Linked DNA regions of Mus musculus: region 2 is linked to region 1. A link is a contact called in public promoter capture Hi-C data. All regions are on one chromosome and are shown on one strand. Each heading gives the region's core, a stretch centred on a gene start, on an enhancer-like site or on the middle of the called end of the contact. The rest is flanking DNA. Distances are from core to core; before and after follow the strand shown. Region 1 holds the start of Smim7 (small integral membrane protein 7). Region 2 holds the start of Use1 (unconventional SNARE in the ER 1 homolog (S. cerevisiae)).

Region 1 (5,783 bases), core at 1,950-4,449:
GGGGCTGTGGTAAAAACTCTGGCACACAGCTGGGCGTGGTGATGCACATCAGCTATCCCAGCACCATTGAGGCCAAGCAGGAGGACTACACAGTTAAAACCAGCGTGGGCTACACAACAAACTACTATCTCGAACACACTGTTGGGGATTATTTTTCATGAAAGTGCTTCATGGTTCTGCACTTAAACATAACTATTGGCTAGGCAAGGTGACACAGTGAATAAAGGAGCTTGCTGCCAAACTTAATGGTCTCAGTTTGATCCACAGGATCAACAAGGTGGAAGGAGAGAACCAACTCCTGAAAATTGTTCCCTGCCTTCCACAAGCATACTTTATCACATGTGTGCACCCCTAGGTAAACATATAAAATAATACCACAAAAAACAAAAACCCTGTTGGCTGGACACTGAGGTATATGCCTGTAATCCCAAGAGGCATGCTAACACTGATGCCTGACTGCCAAGGTATGAACTCAGATCCCTACTTCACACTATAAAAGCCATTTCAGTGGTCACACTTGTGTGTCTCAGGACTCACAGGTCTGGGGCAGAGGCATCAGAAGTCTGAGGGCAGCCTGACCTACAATCAGACTCTGCCAAACAAACAAACAAACAAACAAACACCAAAACAATCAAAGAGAATGGCTGTAAAAAACAGAAGCCAGTAGTAAATCCTACCTGCTGGCTTCTACTAAGGCTTTGAAGGCAGGAACATGCAGTCTGTTGGACTTTGAAGCCATCCAGTACAGGTTAACACAACATCAGGGGTGGGAGACACATGGCCAGATTGGACTTAGAGACCACCCTCCAATGTAACCAGAGTTCTTATTTTGGAAGAAGGGATAGCCCTTGAGCTTCAACTAGGGGCTGATAGGATGGCTCAGTAGGTGCCCCATGCCAAGCCTGATAACCTGAGTTTGATTCCCCAGGACCCACATTATAAACAGACAAACTGTGAAAAGGGCAGGAGCAGGTAATGAATGTGAGCACCAAGCAAGGTAAACTTACACGATCATGCAGAGCATCATGAACACATTCCACAGTGCGATGAAGATCCGGAAATACCTCAGGCTTAGTAAAAACTCTCGGATGTTGTCTCCTGCAAAGCCAGAAAGTATGGTTCATGAGGCTGTAACCCAACCTACTACCAAACATCTGTGGCAGCCCCTGATGCATCCTTGTGGAGCACCAATTCCCAATGCCTCTGAATGGTGCAAGAATGGGCACGTGGCTCAAGTCTGTCCAATTAGAGTTCTTCCTGAGCCGTGGGTCCTAGTTACCAGGCCCAGGTTGGCTAGACTGAGAATTTGCCATCTCCACACTTTGTGGCCGAACTTAGAGCACTGCATGCGCACCAGAACACATCACCTGCCATCGCTCTGGTTTACCTCCTTAGCTTTTTGTTTTTTGTTTTTTTTTTTAATAAATGTTGTTGGTTTTTTGTTTTAAAATAGAGCAGAATATGTTTAAGTCAGAGGACAAACTATCAATTCTCTCCTACGATGTAAAACCTGGGGAATTGAACCCAGTCAGTCTTGGTGGCAACTGCCTTTGCCTGATGGGCCTTTTAGCAGCTTCTGTAAATTGGATTTTGAGACCAGGTCTCACTCTGGGGCTGAGGCTGGCTCAAAACTCTAATCATATCCACACTTGTCATGGAAAGGACCTCTGCCATGTCACATCAACCCACGCTGGCGGCGGCAGCAGCGGCAGCGGCAGCAGCGGCAGCAGCAGCAGCAGCGGCAGCGGCAGCAGCACCTTCCTGACACCCACTTTCACTATCCCTCCAGAACACCCTCTGAATCGCCCTGGGCTGAGTCCCACAGGGCAGGATCACTTTCTTTACCCACACCCCGACAGAGCAGTCAGCTAAGTGGCTGGCAATATGGTACGCACTCAATAAAGCTGATGAACAGAGCATGGTGGAGTACTCTTGTCATTCAAACACCTAGGAGGCAGAGGCAGAGGCAGAGGGAGCAGGCATTCAAGGCTAGTCATGGCCCTCTAATACCACATCTCAACAATAAAAAGGAAAAAGAGAGGAAAGCGCAGGTTGGTGAGAGAGAACAGGCACCCTGGAATCGACTTAAAGTGTTGAAGGTAGAAAGACATGCTTACCTGTGCTGGGTTCCTTCGATTCTTCCCCAAAGCCTTGTGTGTCCTTCTTTTTCCTATAAAGAACAGCAGATAACTCCAGCTTTCCGTGAAACATAAACACCATCGGATTTCCTGACCCTGACACTCAGCTAGGAAGGGCATGAACTTCAGCTCTGCCCCCGACTTGCAGTGTGACCTGGGGCAGTGATACAACCCTCTGTGAGACACTCTCAACCAGCCTAGTCCATCACAGCTGGGTGTGCAGCCACAGACAGGATAGAGTGGGTCCAAGAGCCAGAAAGGCATTCTTGAGGGATAAGCCTGAGCATGAGGCTCTTTGGAGATGCAAGCAATCCCAGGGTGCAGATTTTTTTTTGTTTGTTTAATATTAATCTGCAAGTAAGAATGAGTGTGCCGGGCCGGGCGTGGTGGCGCACGCCTTTAATCCCAGCACTTGGGAGGCAGAGGCAGGCGGATTTCTGAGTTCGAGGCCAACCTGGTCTACAGAGTGAGTTCCAGGATAGCCAGGGCTACACAGAGAAACCCTGTCTCGAAAAACCAAAAAAAAAAAAAAAAAAAAAAAAAAGAATGAGTGTGCCATCCCGCAGCAGTTGTGTGGAGATCAAAAGGACAATCAACAGGATTTCTACCATGGGGGATCCGGGAATCGGACTCAAGTAGTCAGGCTTGGCAGCAAGCGCCTCTGCCCGCTGAGCCGTTCCCTGGTCTAGAGAGTACAGATTTAAAGATCCTGGAGTGATACAGAACTGTCAGAGCCTGGTGAAGCAGCGCGGAGGCGTGGCTAGAGGTAGGATTAGTGGGGCGTGGAGCATGCACAGGGCGGGACTGGCGGTGACCAAGGGTGTGGGCGGGGACTGGCTGTGGGAGGGCCTGGCTGTCTGGGACACCGCCTGTCGCGGCCTACTCACAGTTTAAAGTTGAGCACAGCCCCGGCGTTCATCAGTAGCGTCCTGCGGAGGGACAGTAACGGTCAGTAAGGGTCACCCCCACCCCTCTGACTGCCACTCTCCGACCTCTAACACCCCTCATTCATATTACCCGAACAGCAGTATGTCTCCGATCATCCTTACACCCAAGGCGTCCGTCAAACCGGAAACGGAAGCCGTGATGAGGGGCGGAAAGTGGAACGAGAACTGACCAATTCTGAATCAGCATTGGTTGGGTTCGACTGAGGATGTAGCATGATGTCACCTACAGGGCGGAGCTTGGGGTGCGCGCGCGCATGCTCAGTGTTACGTGCCACAGCTGGTCCCTGCTGTTGATGCCGCTCGGGGGTTGGTTGGGCTATGGATTCCGGGCTACAGAAATTGCGCCCTTGACCCTTGAGCCGCCCGTGAACGGCTTGGATATGGATATGGGCGCGGCAGATGCCTGAACTCCAAAAGGACTCCACTTGGGTCCCCACGGAGAACTGCGATCCCGGCTCAGAGTGCATAGAGTCAGGATGACCTCCTGCCTGAGTTGTACCTCCCACGGACCTCCCAGGTCTGACTCGAGTAACCCCACGGAGAATGAGAGTCCTGACCGGACAGACTTACAGAACATAAGGCCTGGATTAAGGTCTACAGAGGATGGATCTTAACTTGTGGGGCCTCCTGAAGCGGGAGGGTCCTAACTTAGTGGATCCAGTCTGGGCTGGGGTCCACAAAGAGGAGGGTTCTGACTTGTGGAGCCTTTTAGAGAGACAAAACCAAACAGAACGTGAGGGTTTGGTTGAGGTCCCCTTGTGGGAGGCGGGGTTCTGACTTTGGATCCTCAGGAATGAAACATGATATTCTTGGCTGAGATCTTCCGAGGGCGCGGGTTTTGAGGGAAATAGGGGTCCTGAATTGGTTAGTCCCATGGAAAAGGGACAGGATTCTAACTACGCAGATGTTTAAGGACAAGATTCCCTCTTGTGTGTGCTGGATGCAGGGGACAGATCGCCTTTTTGGCTCTGTTGAACGAGTTCTGACGTCCCTACGGCCCCGCATTTTGGGCTCCCGGCTGCTAGGAGTCCCCCACCACCCCTCCTCTCCCGAGGGGTGGGGGCAGGCGGGGGGCGGTGCCTGGCAGTGGGGCGGGCTCAGTGGCGAGGGAGCATTCGTCGGGCAGCGGGGCGCGGGACGCACGGGGCCGGGGAGGCGCCCTCCATCGCCATGGACCTGATGTCAGCGCTGAGCCTGGGCGAGCTAGCGCTCAGCTTCTCGCGGGTGCCGCTCTTCCCTGTTTTCGACCTCAGCTACTTCATCGTCTCCATCATCTACCTGAAGTATGAGCCAGGTGAGTCGAGGATTGTAGGAGTTACCAGGAGGGAGGTTGCCCCTAGCTTGATGATGGAGACGAAAGGAGGAGACAGGCTAGATCCTGGAGCTGGATGGGGGAGGAGGCAGAGGCTGAGATCGTGGAGTGCTCCCACGCTCGCGCAGGTGGAGGAGCGAACCCTGGGGACAGAGGCGCTGTGGAAAGGAGGCTGCAAATGAGGTGGGAGGGAAGAAAAGGAGCGCTCTTGTTTACGGTTAGGAGGACAGGTGCTGCGGGGTTGGGGTTGAGGGCGGGGGCAACGAAAAGGCCAGAGTCAGGTTAGAGCAAGGATTCCTGAACTTAATCTTGGGCAAGGGGGATTGATGGTGGCGAAGGTTCCAAATCAAGGATCGGACCTGCCTGGGCGAGGGTCAGATGTTCTGGACGTCAGCTGCCATGACCTCCCTTAACGCCCTTGAATTGACTGCCTGGTGACTATATAAGGACTGGCCATGCTGGGTGCTGCGATCAGGTTCGGGGGAAAGTGACACCCATGTCCCCTCTGTACTGCATCTTTTGGCATCTTCTTCCCTCCCTTCTCACATGCCAGCTGGGCCAGCTCGGGCCTGGGATCCTTCCCACTTATGGAGCCTAAACCGTTCCAGGACAGGGCAACTTTGGGTCAGCTTCCTTTCAAGAGTCAGAGGAGGATAGACCCTACTTCTTTGATTAAAAAAAAAAAAAGTTAATTACTTTTACTTATCTCTGTGTTGTGGGTATGTGTGGAGGTCAGAGGACAGTTTACGGGGGTCACTGGTCAAACTCTGGTGGTCAAATTCATAGACAAGCTCCTTTACCAGCAGAGTCATCTTGCTGCTACCGCACCCCTCCTCCAAATCTGCTTTAATGAGGACAAATGTAGCTCGCCTCTAACCCCAGAACGTAGAACGTAGAGAAAGGAGGAAAGCAAGTTAATTCCAGGACAGCCAGGGCTATTGATGAGTTCTTGTCCAGTGTGACTACAGACCATCTCAAAAACAAACATAAATAAGTGACTACATAAATGAATAAATAAATAAATAAATGCCTCCCTGGAGCGTTCTATTTTTATTACAAGTTCAGTGTAAGCAAATGTGTCGTGTTTGTCTTCTGTAGTTTTAGTTATTCTACTGAACCTTCAAATTTGAAGGACAGGGTAATTTCCTTCCAGGGAAGTTAAGACCCTTCTGTGGGTGGGTATGTAAATTAATTACTTTTGGGGTGACAAAACCAGACTCCTATGTTTGCTTAGGGATGGGGTGGTGCTTCAAGATGGCCCACAGGTGGAAGGAAAAAAAAATCAAGTTTAAAAACAGTGTTCTGATAACCCCAAAAGGGCCCATCTCCAGAGCTTTCTCAGATGAAATTGTACACGTGTCCTTACAAGCATAAATACATGCTCTT
Region 2 (5,783 bases), core at 1,629-4,128, 1.2 Mb before region 1:
AGTGACAAAGTGATGAATCAGAGAAAGATTTGACAGAATTGGATATGCCACGAGAAAAGAGGAAAGGGAAGCAATGTAGAGAGGAGGCAGCTTTACTGGAACAGACTGAACGGAGAACAGCTAGACACAGGTGAAGACAGAACAAACCAGGGAATGAGAAGGAACCAGAAAGTTAGAACAGATTGCTAGAGTTTGAGGCAAAGCAGAGCAATTCAGGAGAGGCTACAACGGGCCAGTTTGAATCAGTTGGAGCCAGAAAAGGTGAGATAAATCAGCCAGTCAGAGGTCAGAAAGAACTAGAAAGGGTGAGCATATTCTGCAGCAAGTCTCAGAGGCTGAAAACATTCCAGGCCTAGATTAGATTGTACAGAGGCTAGAAGCTTCCAAGGCTAGGCCTAGGTTAGCAGACATGGGCAATAAGCCTCCAAGACAATTCCATAGGTGAATAAAAGTTACATTAACACTCCAGTGCCACCATCAATCACCTTTTGATGTCATCCTTATCCTGAACTGGACAGAACCTCCACAGGGCAGCCTAGAGTCTGCTTAAGCTCTGCCACACAGTTACCTGCCTGACTCGCCATAAAAGGGGCTGCTTTCCCCCCTTCACTTCTCTTGTTCTTGCCTTCTTGCTCCTTCACTGTACTCTTCCCCCTCCCCTCTCTCTACATGTTCATGGCCAGCCTCTATTTCTCTTCTCTCTTCCCCCCTCCCTCCTTCCCTCTTTCTCTTTCTCTCTCTGCCTTTCTCTGCCTCAACTACCCTCCCCATGCATTGAATAAACTATTCTATACCATCGTGTGGATGGTCCCTCAGGGGGAAGGGATGCCTCAGCATGGGCCCATGGAGGTACCCCCTTCCTCCATACCTAACTACACATCCACCAAAACATATCTCCTCTCTTTATCTTTTTATAAACACATCAGTCACTCCACAGAAGTGCTCCTTTGTGGACCCTGAACTCAGTATTCCATAGCACATTTTCTGAAGTGAATGGGACCCCAGGAAACCTGCTATGCTCTGGTCCTTATGAAGGCCAGTCACAAGCAGTGGCAGATAGGCTCAACCACTCAATAGGAGAGAACCCATTCCACAAGTTGTCCTCTAATCCCCAGGTGTGCACTGTGATGTATGACACAAGAGCACATGCACACACAAATAATCAAATTTAAAATGTAAGACATCCCACCCAATGCCAGGTCTTAGGTATGTGTGACTGTTGTTTCTTTATTCCATGTCACTCCATTTCGGTCAATCCCAAAGTAATGCAGGTTGTAGCAGCAGGTGAGCAGAAGAGCAAAAAAATGGTACATACATACAACACAGCATCTTTCCTCTTTAGAAAGGAGACACATTCTGTGGGTGTGGTAGTCAGGATGGCGTGCAGGTACTAGTGTGGCACAGGCCTTTAATCTCAAAAGAGGCCAGTCAGGGCTGTATAGTGAGAGCTAGCTCCGAACAGTGCTTACTGTTCTTTCAGAGGACATAGGGCTTCTATTGCTGGGAAGAGACACCATGACCATGGCAACTTTTATAAAGGAAAAATTGGGGGGCGGGGGGGGCTGGTTCACAGGAGTTTAGTCCATCATTGTCATGTCAGGAAGTATGGTGACACTCAGACAGAGGTAGCTGAGGAGTCCATATCTGAATCAGCAGGCAGCAGGAAAAGGACTGTATTCCAGTAGGCCTAGTTTTTGAGACCTCAAAGCACACCCCACCCCATGGTGTACTTCCTCCAATATGGCCACTGCCTGTGGTTTACTATGGGCTCATTTTGATTCAAACCACAAGCAACAAGGCTCAGTATTCAATTACCAGCATCACATGGCCCTCACAGTCACCATAACTCCAGTGCTCGGGGATCCAGTATCATTTTTGTTTTTTAAGGTTTAAATAGTTTTTTAGAGACAGGGTTTCTCTGTGTAGCCCTGGCTGTCTTGGAACTCTCTCTGTAGACCAAGCTGGCCTCAAACTCAAAGATCCACCTGCCTCTTTCTCCTGAGTGCTAGGATTAAAACCCTACCACCACCCTGCCCAGGTTAAAATGTTATGTTTAATTGTGTGTTGGTGTGTGCATATGAAACGTGAAGAAATCAGAGGTGTCAGATCCCCGGAGTCACAGGCATCTTTTCTAAAAACGTGGACTGAGACGGCTTGTCTAGCATTTCTAATGCTCATAAGTTACATGCGAGTGAAAGAGGTAAACCTAATATTGGTTCACAACCACGGTAAATCCAGCTCCAGGGCATCCTGGCTTGTTTTATAATCCTCATGGCATTCATTCCCTGATCCCTGAATTTCTCATTGGCTAAGTTCTTCGGGAGGTACAATATTCTCCATCCTTCGGGGCCTCGATCATGTAGCCGACTACATGTAACCTAAAATGAAAGAGAGTTGCTGGTAGCTAGGGAAGGGGGGGCCATGGACCATGATTTATTAAAGCTCAGGATGCTGGCAGCCAGGACTGGAAACTAGCAGGTCCGGCCAGATGGAAACGCCCAACTGACACGTCATCAAGCAGGGTCGGGGGAGACCCCAGGTCAAGGTTCCCGCTACAGAGGTAGAAAACACGTGCACTGCGCGCGCAGAGGCGAGGTGAACAAGCGGAATGCAATGACCGGCGAGGGAAGATGAGGAATGGCTTTTCCAGTCCTTTCAACGAATTCTCGCCGGACATAATCGGCTGTTCAGGGCCTACATGGACTACAGAGACTCTGCTTCAAAAAACGAAAAAGGCCAGGTATCAAGACCATCATTTTAAAAAGAGACAGGGACGAAAACGATTTATCTTTGAATAAACTGCGGCTTGAAATAAAACTCTACTTCCGTCCCAAGCGTAGCAGGGCGGACCTCGGAGGGGAAGGACCTCACTCAGGCACTTCCGCCCTTTTCTAAGATGGCGCAGGCGGAAGGAGCCTATCATCGCCCGCTGGCGACGTCGCGGTTGGAGTTGAACCTGGTACGGCTGCTTTGTCGCTGTGAGTCGATGGCGGCAGAAAAACGAGAACCGGACGAGTGGCGACTGGAGAAGGTGAGGGATTCCCACGCCGCCGCAAAGGCCTGCGAACCAACTCCACAGGCCACTGTCTCCGCTCCTTCTGGTCCGCGGCGACACGCCCCTCGTGCGTAACCCCTGACGTCCTAGTTTTCTCCCTACAGCTTCACGCACAGGCCACGCCCTCTCAATTCTAGGTCTTCGCTTATGTCCCCTCCCCTCTCTGACTCCTCTCCGGGTCCCACCCCTCTCCCTGGTTTGCTCCTGCCTTGGGCCACTGGCTTGGCTGACACCATACCTTCCCTCCCAGTATGTGGGTGCCCTGGAAGACATGCTGCAGGCCCTGAAAGTTCAAGCAAGGTGAGTGTGGGGGCACCGAGTCACCACCTCCTACGACGGCACAGCAGCAGACTAACTTTTTCCTGCTGCCTTTCAGTAAACCGGCCTCAGAAGTGATCAGCGAGTACTCCCGCAAAGTGGACTTTCTGAAGGGCATGCTGCAGGCCGAGAAGTTGGTGAGCCTGCCCTCCCATCCCTCAGGCGGGCCTCACTCAGTTCCCCACAGCCCCTAGGACCAGGGCACAGCCCCCCAGTAACTCGTCTTCCCCTTCCTATGTCTCCTCAGACCTCCTCCTCTGAAAAAGCTCTAGCTAACCAGTTCCTGGCTCCTGGCCGCGTGCCCACCACAGCCAAGGAGCGGGTGCCTGCCACCAAGACTGTACATTTGCAGTCTAGGGCACGTTACACCAGTGAGATGCGGAGTGAGCTGTTGGGCATGGTACGATTCCCTCCCTTGTACTTGGGACCAACCTCTGGATAGCAAAAAGAGTAGTCTTCAGAGGGGAAAGACTGGAATAATACCACAAACTCTAGTGGGCCTTAGGCAAGGCTTCCCCAGGAAGGCACTGTGCTCAAGAAGAGGAATTTGGCTGGGTGGTGGTAGTACACGTCTTTAAACCTCAGCACTGAGGAGGCAGAGGCAGGCAGATCTTTGTGAGTTCAAAGCCAGCCTGCTTGCTCTACAGAATAAGTCCAGTAATCAGGGCTACACAGAGAAACTCTGTCTTAAAAAAAATTAGCAAAACAAAGAAGAATGGACCACATCTGGTTAAACCCCAGAGTTGGCCCCACAGCTTTACATGAGTCAGCCCAAAGCAGAGAGAGATTTAGGGAAGATATCAAAGAGCATGGCCTCATTCCTCTCTCCTCCCCACAGGAACCATCTGGAGGTGAGACATGCTGAGCATGACTGTTCCTGCCACCCCACAGCCCTCATGCCTGCCCATCCCCCTTGATTTTTCCCAGCCCAGGAAGAGGTCCCAGGGTCATCTTTGCCTGAGGGGAGGCTGAGAAAGAGGATGGTTCCCAGCACAGTGCTAGGCCATTGAGAGGGATCTGGGACCAGGGAGAGTGGGCAAAAAGCAGTTCACAGGCAGAACAGCATTTTGCTGATCAAGGTCAGAAGTTTGGAAACAAGAAAGCTATCTTCTTTGTTCTTGGCCTCTTTTGCTTCCAGAATGTGAGGTGGACATGAGGAAACGAGCGTGAGTATTTCAGCCACAGCGTGACAGGGAAGGGAAATGAGCGGCTGAAGCTGGGGCCCCTGAGCTGCTATAAGGACCAGCTGCCTGCTGGAAGTCCTTTCTGGGGCTGCTGTTCCCAGAATGTAAAAGAGCAGGGGAAACTGAGTCCCCAGTAGAACTGAGGGTGGTGCCATGGGCCCTGGGATCCTTGGGAAAGGGCCACATGGATGTCTTTACCTATCACTACTGGGGACCTACAAATGTGGCGTCAGCAGTGCGAAGGGGTCCAGACCTGCAGATGAGAGGCAGTCAGCATCCGAGCTAGACCTCGTCCTCCAGAGGCACCAGGGCCTCCAGGAAAAGCTGGCTGAGGAGATGCTAGGCCTGGCCCGCAGCCTCAAGACCAACACACTGGCTGCCCAGAGTGTCATCAAGAAGGACAATCAGGTGTGGTAACACTGCTGCCTCTGTCTGCCTCAGAAAGCTCTGCAAAAAAGGGGCATTGTGACTGGTGTTTTGCTGGTTGAGCAAGAGTTTGTTAAAGCCCAGGGGGAGGGGGTAGCTGAGCATGCTTGGCCGAGGTCACACTATGCACCAGAAGCACAGGCTACTCAGGAAAAGTCATACTTGGGTCTCAGTCTTGTTGACACAGCCCCTTCTTCTCCCACAGACCCTGTCACATTCACTCAAGATGGCAGACCAGAACCTGGAGAAGCTGAAGCTGGAGTCGGAGAGATTGGAGCAGCATGCACAGAAGTCAGTGAACTGGCTGCTGTGGGCCATGCTCATTGTCGTGTGCTTCGTGTTCATCAGCATGATCCTGTTTATCCGAATCATGCCCAGGCTGAAATAAAACAAGAAAGCCTGCACACCAACCCACATGTCTTCAGTGCTAGCAGTGTGTGTGTGTGTGTGTGTGTGTTGCAGGGGGTGCCTGGGCTGCAGGGTGGTGCCAGCCAGGACACCTCTATCCTGAAGTCAGCCTACAGCCCTTCACCTGGCCACTCTGCTCCAAAGGCGTAGGGCAGCCTACAATACACAACAAAACCAAGTCTCAAAAACAGGAAGAAAAGTTAAAACCTGCCTGGGAGAGCAGTGGCCACGCAGATCCCCTCCCTAGGGAGGCAGACTGAGTTTAGGGCCAGCCTGGTATACACAGAAAATTATAGGCCAGACAGGGCCACATAGTGGGACCTTGACTCCATCTTCCAAAAATAGCACAAGAAAGGCTTGTCAGGCGGCTCAGTTGGTAAAGACACTTGCCA

Evidence for each region. Promoter capture Hi-C pulls out the DNA fragments that hold promoters and counts their contacts.
Region 2: a promoter capture Hi-C map of liver shows a contact between it and region 1, with 2.6 times the contacts expected there. The contact joins the promoter of Use1 here to the promoter of Smim7 in region 1. A contact is called at or near these places in 3 of 39 promoter capture datasets (erythroid cells, liver and pre-B cells), 2 of 484 Hi-C or Micro-C datasets (B cells and muscle stem cells), 1 of 115 datasets of contacts at active chromatin or transcription factors (astrocytes) and 1 of 9 other capture datasets (liver).

The regions. Positions count from the first base shown.
Region 1 is chr8:72,567,849-72,573,631 of GRCm38.p6, forward strand. It overlaps Smim7 (small integral membrane protein 7), which reads right to left and starts at 3,200. Exons shown (of 5, transcript NM_172396.3): 1 at 3,156-3,200; 2 at 3,026-3,067; 3 at 2,118-2,170; 4 at 1,008-1,098. The coding sequence starts at 3,181. It overlaps Tmem38a (transmembrane protein 38A), which reads left to right and starts at 3,975. Exons shown (of 6, transcript NM_144534.2): 1 at 3,975-4,379. The coding sequence starts at 4,256.
Region 2 is chr8:71,364,339-71,370,121 of GRCm38.p6, forward strand. It overlaps Use1 (unconventional SNARE in the ER 1 homolog (S. cerevisiae)), which reads left to right and starts at 2,879. Exons shown (of 8, transcript NM_025917.4): 1 at 2,879-3,031; 2 at 3,306-3,355; 3 at 3,432-3,510; 4 at 3,621-3,773; 5 at 4,212-4,224; 6 at 4,512-4,539; 7 at 4,794-4,965; 8 at 5,189-5,394. The coding sequence starts at 2,897. The coding sequence ends at 5,371.